Linked DNA regions of Mus musculus: region 2 is linked to region 1. Evidence: chromatin contacts called from public Hi-C data. All regions are on one chromosome and are shown on one strand. Each heading gives the region's core, a stretch centred on a gene start, on an enhancer-like site or on the middle of the called end of the contact. The rest is flanking DNA. Distances are from core to core; before and after follow the strand shown. Region 1 overlaps Akap13 (A kinase (PRKA) anchor protein 13). Region 2 overlaps Agbl1 (ATP/GTP binding protein-like 1).

The links. Hi-C and Micro-C count contacts between places; a contact is called where the count stands out from the background.
Region 2: a contact with region 1 is called in a Hi-C map of pro-B cells, with 3 times the contacts expected there. The contact joins two enhancer-like sites. A contact is called at or near these places in 1 of 484 Hi-C or Micro-C datasets (pro-B cells) and 1 of 115 datasets of contacts at active chromatin or transcription factors (large pre-B cells).

What each region holds. Positions count from the first base shown.
Region 1 is chr7:75,566,960-75,572,631 of GRCm38.p6, reverse strand. It overlaps Akap13 (A kinase (PRKA) anchor protein 13), which reads right to left. Exons shown (of 37, transcript NM_029332.1): 3 at 2,601-2,748. Among named protein-coding and RNA genes, the nearest start is that of Akap13, 110 kb to the right of the region's middle. Within about 2 kb of position 4,156, at least 19 of the 459 cell types and tissues checked have an H3K27ac peak or open chromatin away from gene starts, as enhancers often do. A contact at or near this core is called in pro-B cells, where this site is marked.
Region 2 is chr7:76,460,047-76,465,980 of GRCm38.p6, reverse strand. The region is part of intron 17 of Agbl1 (ATP/GTP binding protein-like 1); the gene reads right to left. Among named protein-coding and RNA genes, the nearest start is that of Gm30774, 94 kb to the right of the region's middle. Within about 2 kb of position 3,065, at least 32 of the 459 cell types and tissues checked have an H3K27ac peak or open chromatin away from gene starts, as enhancers often do. A contact at or near this core is called in pro-B cells, where this site is marked.

The DNA of each region.
Region 1 (5,672 bases), core at 2,907-5,406:
AAACCAAAGCCAGCTATCTGAATAAAGCATGACATTAAAGGGGAGAACAAGGCACAAAGCTTTTTCTTCTTAGAACTCAGATGACTGGAAATGGCAGGGCTCACCCTAGAATAAGCAGAAAGGGCACAGAGACAGCCCTATCAGGAACACCTGCTACCAAAAAAAAGAAAAAAAAAAAAACAAAACAAAAAAACCAGTGACTATTTATCCAGTAACTGCAATGCCAAAGCACTGTACAGACTTCTATCAAGAATTCTGATTGGCCGACAAGGGCCCTCAACAGACAGGAAGTCGGAGGCTATCACTATCACTGACTCACGGAAACCATCAAAGTCACCCCCGGGAAGAGACACAGACTTGGTGACAGGCTAAGAATTCAACTCAAGAAATTAAACTCCTTTTGTAGTTCCCCAAAGAGGGAAGAGGAAGGGAGGGTAAGACAGGCACCTTTCTAGAATGTCTGCTCAGGTGAAACAATGTCCACCAAGCAGCAGGGATTCCTAGAAAAGCTGAATTAACATACACGGGCATGCAAAACAAACCCGTGCCCTTATGAAGCTAACACTTTAGCTGAAATAAAAGGGCGATGGGCTAAACATGCAGTGAATGGGAAGCTAACTGCATAGAAAAGTGTTCGAGCATGTCCAGGAAGTAGGCCGGTGTGCAGATACACTGGAGTGCTTTTAGAAAAAGCATGCTGAGGAAGTTCCTAAGGGAAGGAAAAACACAAGTCTAAGATGACCGCAAGAGCGGACCGAAGCCAGTTTGATCCTGGGTTATAAAGTTAATCCCATGATATGAATGAGGTGTTAAAAGTTGTGTGGGTTCTGTACCCGACCCACAGCCTTCAATATCCATCTCCACTCCTCAATTACAAAATGTTACAAGAATCCAATGACAGTAGCTGAAAGAGGCAAGTAAACAAAAAGTCTCAAACATGATGACCAAAGCAGGGGGATGCAGCTGGGAGACTCTACCAGTTTCTCACACACCATCCAGAGTACAACAGAGATCCGCATGCTGAAGTGATGCCACAATTACCCCTACCCTCCAGTGGGTACACGAGAGTCTTTCTGAACTCTGACATAACTGGGCACTTCCTATCAAAAATCAATGAAATTAGGCGAGTGGAGGAATAATGAGGCTATTGAGGAGAGAAAATTTGAATCAGTAAGAACAATAGAGAATAGAAGACCTCAGTAAGGGAAAAGCTGATAAAAGAGAATAAAAATTGAGTATTCTGAGCTACAAGTGAATGGATGAGTCAAGAATGACAAAAATAGTATCAGAGTGCAATGCTGACTCTGGTCAGATTAGAACACTAGGGCAGCAGTATTCAGGATCAAGAAACACAAATAGACACCCATAGAGGGTGTGGCTAGGGCGCTCCTGGGAAACACACACACAATGGGGGTTAATTTTAATCACAAATTCTAATTAAGAAGAAATGAATCCATACGACTAATCTCATTTCACTTCCTGGCAGGAGTCTACCCAGGGACTGACTCCTAGTTAGAGAACCCTTCTCCCTTCCCAACAGGAAGTTGATAGCAGTGCCCCGATGACTAGTAATTGATTTCTTAAATCGTGTTTACATTTATAAATGCAGTGGTAAGTAGCCCAGCACTCCATAGTGTTCTATGGCTTGTAAGTCCAAGGCATTGCCTTTATGTAAAATATGTAAGACCCAAAATTAACCCATAAACCCCACCTACGCAAGGGAGGTAACTTCTGTATTCTGGGAGCTGCAGTTCTTAGAAAATAACAATGAAGCCATGGGAAAATACAGTGGTTGAATGGTTTTGTCCATAAAAAGACATACAACAAGTGTCGTGGGCCTCTCAGCTAGGAATTCCAGGGAGTGGACCCGGCCAGAATTCACCAAGTCAGTATTTAATATTTAATAAAGCTTGCTTCAAAATTTGGAGGAATACTCTATATAATGTTGATAGCTTCATTATTTCTCCTTAAAGAATAATGGTAGAATTAGTCTTTCTCTTTCAAATCTCAGGATTAACAAAGACACTGTGCACCCCAGACATGAGGTATGTATTATTAATTAGGTTTTCTGTTTTGGTTTTGTCACTGTGAAACTCACAATAAAATAAATTCTGAAGCATCATCATGATAATCACATGAGAATGTATACCTCCCATGTAGCTCTCAGTTTTCTCAAGCTCTAACAAATTAGTGGGTTTGTTCCTTTTTTTTTTTTTTTTTTTTTTTGCTGATCCTAATACTGATACCCTTCAATTTGTAATGTCACTTTACTTCTAGGTAGGTTCATACGTGTGTGGAGCAAACAAAAGCACTAGCAATATACTTAAAGATCTAACAACAGCTGTTAGGTGAGCACTCTGCTTTGCTCCTTCTATTACTCTATACTAACCAAATATGTGTGCGTGTGTCCCCGTCCCCACCAAGAATAAAGAAGCCCAGTATATTATATAGGCCAGCAATCCCAGCACTCAGGAGGCTGAGGTAAGAAACAGAGTTTCACGCCCAGGTTTAGCTGTTTGCTACCAAACTTGGTCTCAAAATAAAGAGCAAAATTACAAATAATTGATGAAGGCTAGAAAAGACACCATTTAGATACTTACCAGGAGCAATTGTCTCCAACGTATCAGAACTGACTTTCCGGGTACTTGTGCAGTGATAGAGGGTAGAGCCAGAAAATATCAAGTAAAAAATAGCATCATCTTCAACTTTGTCCTCTTCAGCAAGCAATACTGTAACAACACAATCGCCCTGGAAAAGAGTCCACAAGTCTGTATTAGTAAGGTTCCTATTGGGAGCCTGCTAAATTTTACATCTCATAAATTACTACTAAGTCTATCCATTTCCCAACAAAGGTGAGGGTATATAGATCTGCTTTGAAATGGTAACGTGTGCATTCAAACTCCACCTACAAAGATTGACTTAGATCCATCAAACTTAACTTTCCTGGACTTGTATAAATGGAAACAACCCTTCTGCCTTTAGAGTTGCTATATGAAACTCATGAGCAGAGTGGACTTCCCATCTATTTAAATAAAAGGTCACTTTGAATAGCCTGTGCCTCTCGATCATCTGACATCCCTGTTCTCCTCCTTCACTCAGCCTTCCAGGAAGCCTTTAAAACGAGGTAAGTGTCATGCCAGTAACTATGCAAACAACTTCACAACTATTGAGGATGACAAACATCTTTGTCTGCCAGTTTCAAATACTCTATCAGTTTTTATAAGTTGGCTTTAAAAAAAAAAGCTAAAGCTTGTAGTTAAATATACACTGTGACATGCAGCCCTAATTAGCATTCTTCTCAAATATAAACATAATTTGTGCTATAACCATAAGCTAACAAGAACAGGGAAAAAACCTTTAACACATCAAAGCTTAGGGTACTGAGATTTAATATTCTTCAAATCTTAATAATGAAGTACAGAAACATCAATTTAGGAAAAAAAAACCTGGACATTTTAACATAAAATTGGGGAAAGAATTATCATTTAATTTGTATGTCTTCATCTTTTTCATTTTAATCAACAACAAGGTATGTAAGGGAATCATGCCACCCTGTGGCCACATTACTAAACCCAGAATCAGTAGAGAAGGCAGCATTTTGATATATGCTGAAAACTTAAAATTATATCATCAAACCTAAGGTTAAGTTTAATAAATGTTAAGAGCATGTTGACTTTATAGACTGAGTTCAAAGTGTTTCCTGGAGCATAAATGTTGTTTTTATTTTATACCCAGTGCTCAAGTCCACCGAATTCGACACATAAGTCAGAATGAACCATAACCCCAAATAAGCCATAACTTATTTGGCTATAACTGGAACACTCCAAAGCACCATAACACAGAGCTATTATGGTCAGAAATGAATTATCATTAGTTTTGATCACTACTCCAAATTGTAGTTTGGCCTTACATACACGCCGTTCTCTGGAAATGATTTTAAAAGGCTTAAACCAGAGAAATGTCATCCTTTAGTATGAGCCAATCAGCTTGAATGTCTGAGGCACAATGAGAACAGTCCATTCTCTGTAGGTACTGAAGACCCCTCATGTTCTACAAATAAAACCAGAGAAGTTTCATCTTTTCCTTCATGTGCTGGAAACTAAGACCTATGGCCCACACCCTCTGCCTCTAGCTTGCTTTGTTACGTAACTCCATGCCACAGCTGTGCCCATTCATCCACACTTACACGCTTGCCTACACCTTCACACGAGAGGAAGTCCACTCGCATTTCTAACTGAAATTTCTAACTTAGATTTCTAAACTGGCACTCTAAGACAGAATCCTTCTTTTCAGACCCCAGAACTTCTCTCACATGAGGAGGGTCTTCTTGCTGAGGTTCTGTCTGTGCCCTTACTAGTTAATTTGGGGCTTCCTTTCAATGAGGGCAAGAGGTGGCTGACAAAAGCAACTGACATCCTTTTAACAAAGCATTAATACAAAATTACTAAATTCTGAATTGTTTTCATACTTTTAACCTATACCCAAGAGAAGAGAACAAAGCTTTACTAACCTCAAGGCAATTCAAAGGCTGAGTTCCAAAGGCACTTGGAACTAAATGTAGTTGATTCCCTCTAATAGTAACAGAGAGCAAACACACTCCACATTTCCCAGGTGCATAGAACTCCTATTTTATGGAAGTTCACGAGTTACCTAGTGTTACTGGAGATGACTCTGAAAGATCAAGCACGCGGGCTTGGTTGTATGTAGGAGAAGAGTCTCAGATCTCCGTCAGAACTTTTATCCAGGTGACTGGTTACTTGATCTCTACTCTCTGTGAGAGAAGCTCTGATCGATCACTCTGTTGTTCAAAACTAGGCCCAACTCTCAGAATACACAGGTTGACGAGTCTGGTTGAACAGCTAACAAGTCTGCCACACTGCTAACTACACAGATGAGCTGAATAACAAAAATAATGGTCAAGATATTCTCAATTACTATTTTAGTCAGACCCAACAACAAGAAAAGACTGCACCTATGCCATCAATCTCCAGCAACATAAGCCTAAGAAACAGTGCAGCCCTTACAAAGACAAAAATTTCCCTCTCTTCATTAATGAGAAGTGTATACTTGAGTTTGATCATTTTTAGGGCCATAATTTCACAATAACTAATGAGAAAGGTAGTCTATATTAGGCATTATCTTATAAGCATAGATGATCTCCCAAATAAAAATGTATAGTGATTAAAAAAACTGCTTAATTATCCATAAAAATGGGTTTTTAATATAAGGATTTAAAAAAAACTAAAGAATTATAAATGGTGGGACGTCTCAGTTGCCCACATCTTTTACTTACTTATACAGAAGTTACTGTAGTAGTAGCAATGCAAGAATTACCTTATGATTTAGATAAAAACTGTTTTAACTCTGACTCTCCACCAGAACTCCAAGAATATGTGTTCTTTTTCCATACCAAAGATTGCCTCTCTACAAGACCTTGGCAAAGACTCTATTCCACAAAATACTAGTCACCTAGGACCTTTCTTCAATAAGCAGGAATAACTTGGGGGAAGGAAGTAATAGAATGGAAAAGAGCTATGCATTTCAGAAGTGAATTAATTATACTGTAGAAGTGGACTGAAGAGACAGTATGTGGGAAACAGGGTAAATAGAGATACAGGAAAATGAAGAAGGAAATTTGGGGGGAAGAAATGGTAAAAGAGAGAAATCACTGA
Region 2 (5,934 bases), core at 1,816-4,315, 890 kb before region 1:
ACATATATATATTATAATATTTATATATAATATATAGTAGTTTTGTTAACATTAAACTATCAAACCATCAATCCTTGACCACCAATCCTCTTTTCAATGATTGTCAAAATGTCTCTCTTTGTCATGTATCCTAAACTTAGAAACTTACTCCCTCCCATTTGCTGAGACTTACCTTTATTTAGACTCCCATCCCCTTTATAAAGGACCAATAACTGAAATATTTCTTGAGAATTCACTATGTGCAAGGAAGAGTTCTAGGGCTGTTACTGTTTATAGATTGAAGTAGGTACTATTAGTATTCACTGTTTACAGAAGAGAAAACCAAGGTGTCTATTTGAGCATCTTTTCCCATACTTCATATTTACTTTTCCTAGGAAGAAGTGAACAAACATTTCTCACCCCAGGCAGAAATGAATGACAGGCCAAAGTACCGGTTCTACTTCAGTCCAGTTTAGTGAACCAGTGCATATATTAGAGTAGTTTATAAGAGAATGAATGGCTTAAGAAACTGCATTAGCAAAGCCCCTACCCCAGCATACGCAACAACTCACAAAAAATGCATAAAAGCATTGTGTCTTTTCCAGTTGAGTTATTTTTTTCCACACCCTATACACTCTTGAATCCTGGGAGACCACAAATAGCTAGGGAGTAATGATGTACAGCTGGGAATGAGAGGAGAGTGAGTAAATTTCAAGTGAAAATCAAGTAACTCTTTCCACATCGTCCATCAATAGCCCTGTTTTTATGAAGTTTCCTTAATTACAGCCATGTTGGTGGCAGACAATAGAGTTCTGTAACACAGAGTCATAGCTCTGATAAATGGCAAAGCCAAGCTTTGTGCCCTAGTGAGTTTGGATCATGGGTCTACATGCATATGAACTCTGTGTCATTATTATCTTGATCACTTCAAAACTTTTCCCACATTATTGTCTCAAGACTTCCCTCAGAGATGAATCTGATCTTATCGTCCTGCTTTTAATATCCAAGTAAGTCATCACTGTCTTTTAAAAATGTCCCTGATATGAAAATGAAGATCATTTCCCATTTAACCCAAACTACTTTTACCACCTTATACTTGTCAGTTTCCCCCCATGCTCTTTTGACCTGACCTTCACAGAATCATACCCAGTTGATTCTGTTCCTGGTATGATGTTTTTCTATCTCACAAAATCTCAGACACACACACACACACACACACACACACACACACACACACACACACACACAGAGGCACACAACCCTCTTGAATGTAGAAGCAGACCAAACAACAATTTCATTGAACCATTCTTTACCATTCTTTTATTATGCCTAATGATGGCATAACAGTGATTTATTTCTTAATTCAAAAGGCAACTATGATTACCAAACAATCTTTTGTAAGAATAAGGCAATCTTGTTCATATTGGCTTGTAACCTCAGCTATTCAGGAGTGTGAGTCAGAGATTATATTTTTACAGCTAACCTAAACAACTCAGTGAGATCTTGCCTCAAAATAGAATTCAAAAGGAGGCCTGGCACTGCATTTCATGCCTCTGCATAAAACCCTTCTAAGAATAAAGTATCTATATGCTATAATATACACCAATTTACTTACCTATAGGTCTTCTAATCTTTCCCACCTCCTTCAACTAGTTTGAGAGGAGGAGGGACTCTTAATCTTTCTTTAATTGACATGACCTGGTCAAAACTGGATGCAACAAAGGCCTACTCAACTGGCCTCAGTGCCACAGAGTGTGAGGTGTTTGTGTTAAGAGAGTAATATTTTATATGTAAGTCCTCATTTTTTATGTGTGCAGAGATGCATGAGAAAAAAAACAAATTGAAGGTGGTTTGGGTGTGTTTTGCAGACTCTCTTTTATATAGTCTCGAGGAAAAGTGAGACAGTGCTTTGATACCTTTTGGATTTTCAACTACAGTTTCTCTGACGTTTTATCAATATGACAGTACCATGCCTATGGAGTTTATATGGGGTACATTGTGTGGATAAGTCTACCTATGATAAATCCTCTCTTCTCTGTGCCTCCACTTTACTTACTTAGTTTCCTCTTCTGTTTCAGTGTACCTTATTGTGGTGATTTGAATAGAAATGACCCTCATGGGCTTCTGTATTTGAATGCTCAGTTGTTAGGCAGTGGCACTCTCTGTGAATGATTAGAAGGGTTAGGAGATGTGACTTTGTTAGAGTAGATATGGCCTTGTTGGAAGAAGTGTATCTCTGGGGGTGGGCTTTGAGGTTTCAAAAAGTCCATTCCATGCCCAGTCTCTCCTTCTCTGCCTATGGATGAGGATGGAGCTCACAGCTACTGCTCCAGTATCTGTTTGCATGCTGTATACTCCCCACCAGGATAATAATGGACTAACCTTTGAAATTGTAAGCAAGGCCCCAACTAATGATATCTATTATGAATGTTCTTGGTCATGGTGTCTCTTCACAGCAACATAATAGTGACATAAGACACAGTTCTATTATAATGACCTGTTTACATAACTTTTAGACACACACACACACACACACACACACACACACACACACTCCCAACAGACTATGAGCATGTCAATGGCAAAAGATGGAATAATATTGGCTTTGTATTCCTGCTGCCTAGCATGACTCTGTGCCCTGTTTGTTTGGAATAATGAAAACCCCAAGGCAAGAAAAGCATACACTCCAGGGTCTCTAATTCTAACTCTTTTTATTTAAGATGTTCAAAGAGACATAACAGTATGTTCTGACAATTATTCTGTGTCACTCAAAGCTTTGTCAACGACTGCACACCCCATTGAGGATAAAAGAAGCAGGCTCAGTAGGAGGCTGGAGGTCTGAGGTCTAGCCCTGCCTCTCCTCCCCCTTAGCTAAGCGACTCAAAGTGGACCATTTCCACTCTCTAAGACTCCAGTTTCTCCATAGCATTGCTTGGTTGCACATGCCTTTGGGAGGTTTCAAAATAAAGCCATGCAGAAATTTCCGAGATTGAGAGGCTTTTCACTTGACTTGAGTTTCTGTTTTACATTGCCTCTATTGTCACTCTTAGCTCTCCCTCAGAGAAAGCTCTGTCCTCCATACCAGATCATGCATCTCACAAACAGACAAAGGCCAGAGAGGGTGGAAAATGATTTGCAAAGAAGCCAAAAGGGGAAGTCTGTAACCGTGTATTTTTCCACTCGGTTCTAATTTAAAACCACTTACAAGTGACAACTCCCAACCCGAGGCAGGTGCCTTGTGGTAGCTCATTACACCCTTGGGACCTCATGTAAATCTTTTTTTTTTTTCTCTGAGAACAGCTATTGTCTTCCAAGGAAAAGCTTTTAGCATAATGGCAGACTGAATAGAACATTGCTTTTGTAAGAACAATTTTAAGCAAAAGAAAAAAGGGAAAGGTATTCTTTAACAACCACAAGTGCAGCCTCCTCAGCTCCCTCCACCTTGGCTCCCCGGAAAGAACAGCATGCTAACTGTGGGAGACCCAGGCAGTAGAGTGAGATTATCTCAGCTCCAGAGACATAGAAAGGTTATGCTCTGCTCTTTTAGCTATAATAAGTGCAGAGTGGCGGTGCCTCAGTTGCAAAAATAGCATAGCCACCCCCTCATGCACCTTTGTTGTTTCTTGGCTTCTCACCATCCACTGGGGCAATAGTGACTCTGCAAGAGAATAGGACTTGCTTAGGAGAGGATCAGATGCCCTGCCTAGAAGAGGTCTGTAGAGCAACAATTCCCTCTCATAGTTCTCTTACAGTCAAGAGAATGTCATAAGGACACACACATATGTGTGTGTGCACAAATATGTATATATGTTTGTATGAGTACAATTTGGTCAAAAAGTTTCTGAGAAATAAGAAACACTCATTACAGAATGTAAATCTATAGGATAAAATGGGTCAATTTTCTCCATGCAGAAATGGATCCTTCAGAATATGATATTATGGAGGCAATGTAGAGAAAGTAGAAGGTTAGCAAAATGCTGCCCATCTTTAATAAGTAGTATGTGGTTTGATCGTACACATTTCTTAGGAAATTTCTCCTGAAACAGCAAGAAAAGGATAGGATGTTGGAGAATATGGATTGATGATGGTCTGGAGTCTCCTTCTCAAGTGACCACTTCCCATTCTCCTGGCTAAAGGCTGGATATGAGCTTTCCTTGGCTGCCATCTGCAAAATGGAGATGAAGGCAAGAAGTATGGGGGTGGGGGTAAAGGTATTAAGTAAGAACCATTATCTTTTAGAGGCATGAGGCCTGTAAACTCTACAATGGGTTGGGTTAGGCAGGTCAGATGTTGAAGGTTTCCTAGACAACTTAACAAGAGCATTTGTCAGAGGTATTTACTGGTTTTTTTAAAAAATGTTTTCTCTTTGTTACTTAATTTTCAATAAGTTTGGTTTGTTTGGTCTTTTGGATAATTTTCTAAAGAGAACGAAGGCAGAGAGTTCAGTGGGCAAATGGGTGAGGAGGGTCTGGAAGGAGTTTGGTGAGCAGACACCATGATCAGAATATAGTATATGAAAAAAAAATTTTCAATTTAAAAAAGCAACAAGGCAGACTTCAGAGTAAGGTGATGGCCTAGAGCTATGTTGGAGTAAGCAAATGAGCATAGCTAGAGAAACAGATCAGGGCAATGTCTAAGTAAACTTCCTCTCCTATCAGACCCACCAACTTCCTCTACCATCAGACCTACCAACTTTCTCTACCATCAGGCTGGACTTCTTGCTTGGAACCACACTACTCAAAGCAGCTGCTGACATAACTGCAAAATCCAGCAGAATCTGAAGTAATAGCAAACCTGTGGAATGAGCTCTAGCAGGAAATCGACACACGCTCTACTGGTAGGGATTTATAGCACCCAACAGGAACCAGTAAAACTATAGGAACTAAACAAAACCTCGGAACAATGCTTTGGGTATGACACGCCCCTCTTGCTGGTAGACCAACGGTATTACCTCTCAACCATAGCTGTGGGGTGAAAAAAACACTTGCCTTGTCTGTCCTCAGCTAGTCGCTCACCATCACCCACACACACCCCCAAAACACCTCCATATAAAAGTGAAGGAAGAGAGGAGCACAGGTCAAAATCAGCATCCAGCATATCACAGGCCAGGACTAGGAAAACACAACAAACCCACTGAGGAAATGAAATCAACACCCAAGTCAGTGTCTCCATTATCTCATTTCTGCTCTCAGCTGTCCTTCCAACTGCAGGGATTCCTCCCCCACAAAACACCCTAGGTCAATGCAGCAGGTTCACTCTACCTCCTAACATTCTCATCTCTTACCATTTACTTGTCCCTGTGCGACTTTATGTCCAGCCCCTGCCCCTTTTTTGACTTTCTGTTTGTTTTTCCTTTCTTCTTTTCCCATATGCATGCATTATTGTTATACCTCACAAAGTCCAGATTTATGATTTATGATATACTAGCCTGATTTACTATATACAATACATGATTCTACCACCTCCCTTTATGGTATATTGTTAAACAAACACTCACAGTCTCCACCCTATATTTTTTCCTTTGCTTCTATTATCCCCACTCCTGTGTGTATCCCTTTCCTAATGTCTGCTTTTGTCTTTTCCTTTCCACTCACGCCACAATAACTAAAGTACTGGCATACATAGTAGTACTATTGGATCCCTTTATTCCCTAAACAAATAAGAACGTAACAAATGTCTACTAGTTACCTGCCACCCTGTTATAAGAGTAGGTTAATGGCTGGTTAGTACCTGCTTTTGAAGACAGCACTCAACTCCCAGAAATAGAGTGAAAATCCAACCTGACCTCTGGAACACCAGTCTAACAGAGGAAAACATTACAATTGGACTACAATCTGATCTCTCATGAACACTGGAAATGCCCCCACTGAATAAAGAGGGGTAACTTCAAATACATCTGAAACAAAATAGCCAGGCATGGTGGTGGCATGTGCCTTTAGTTCCAGCATGGAAGAG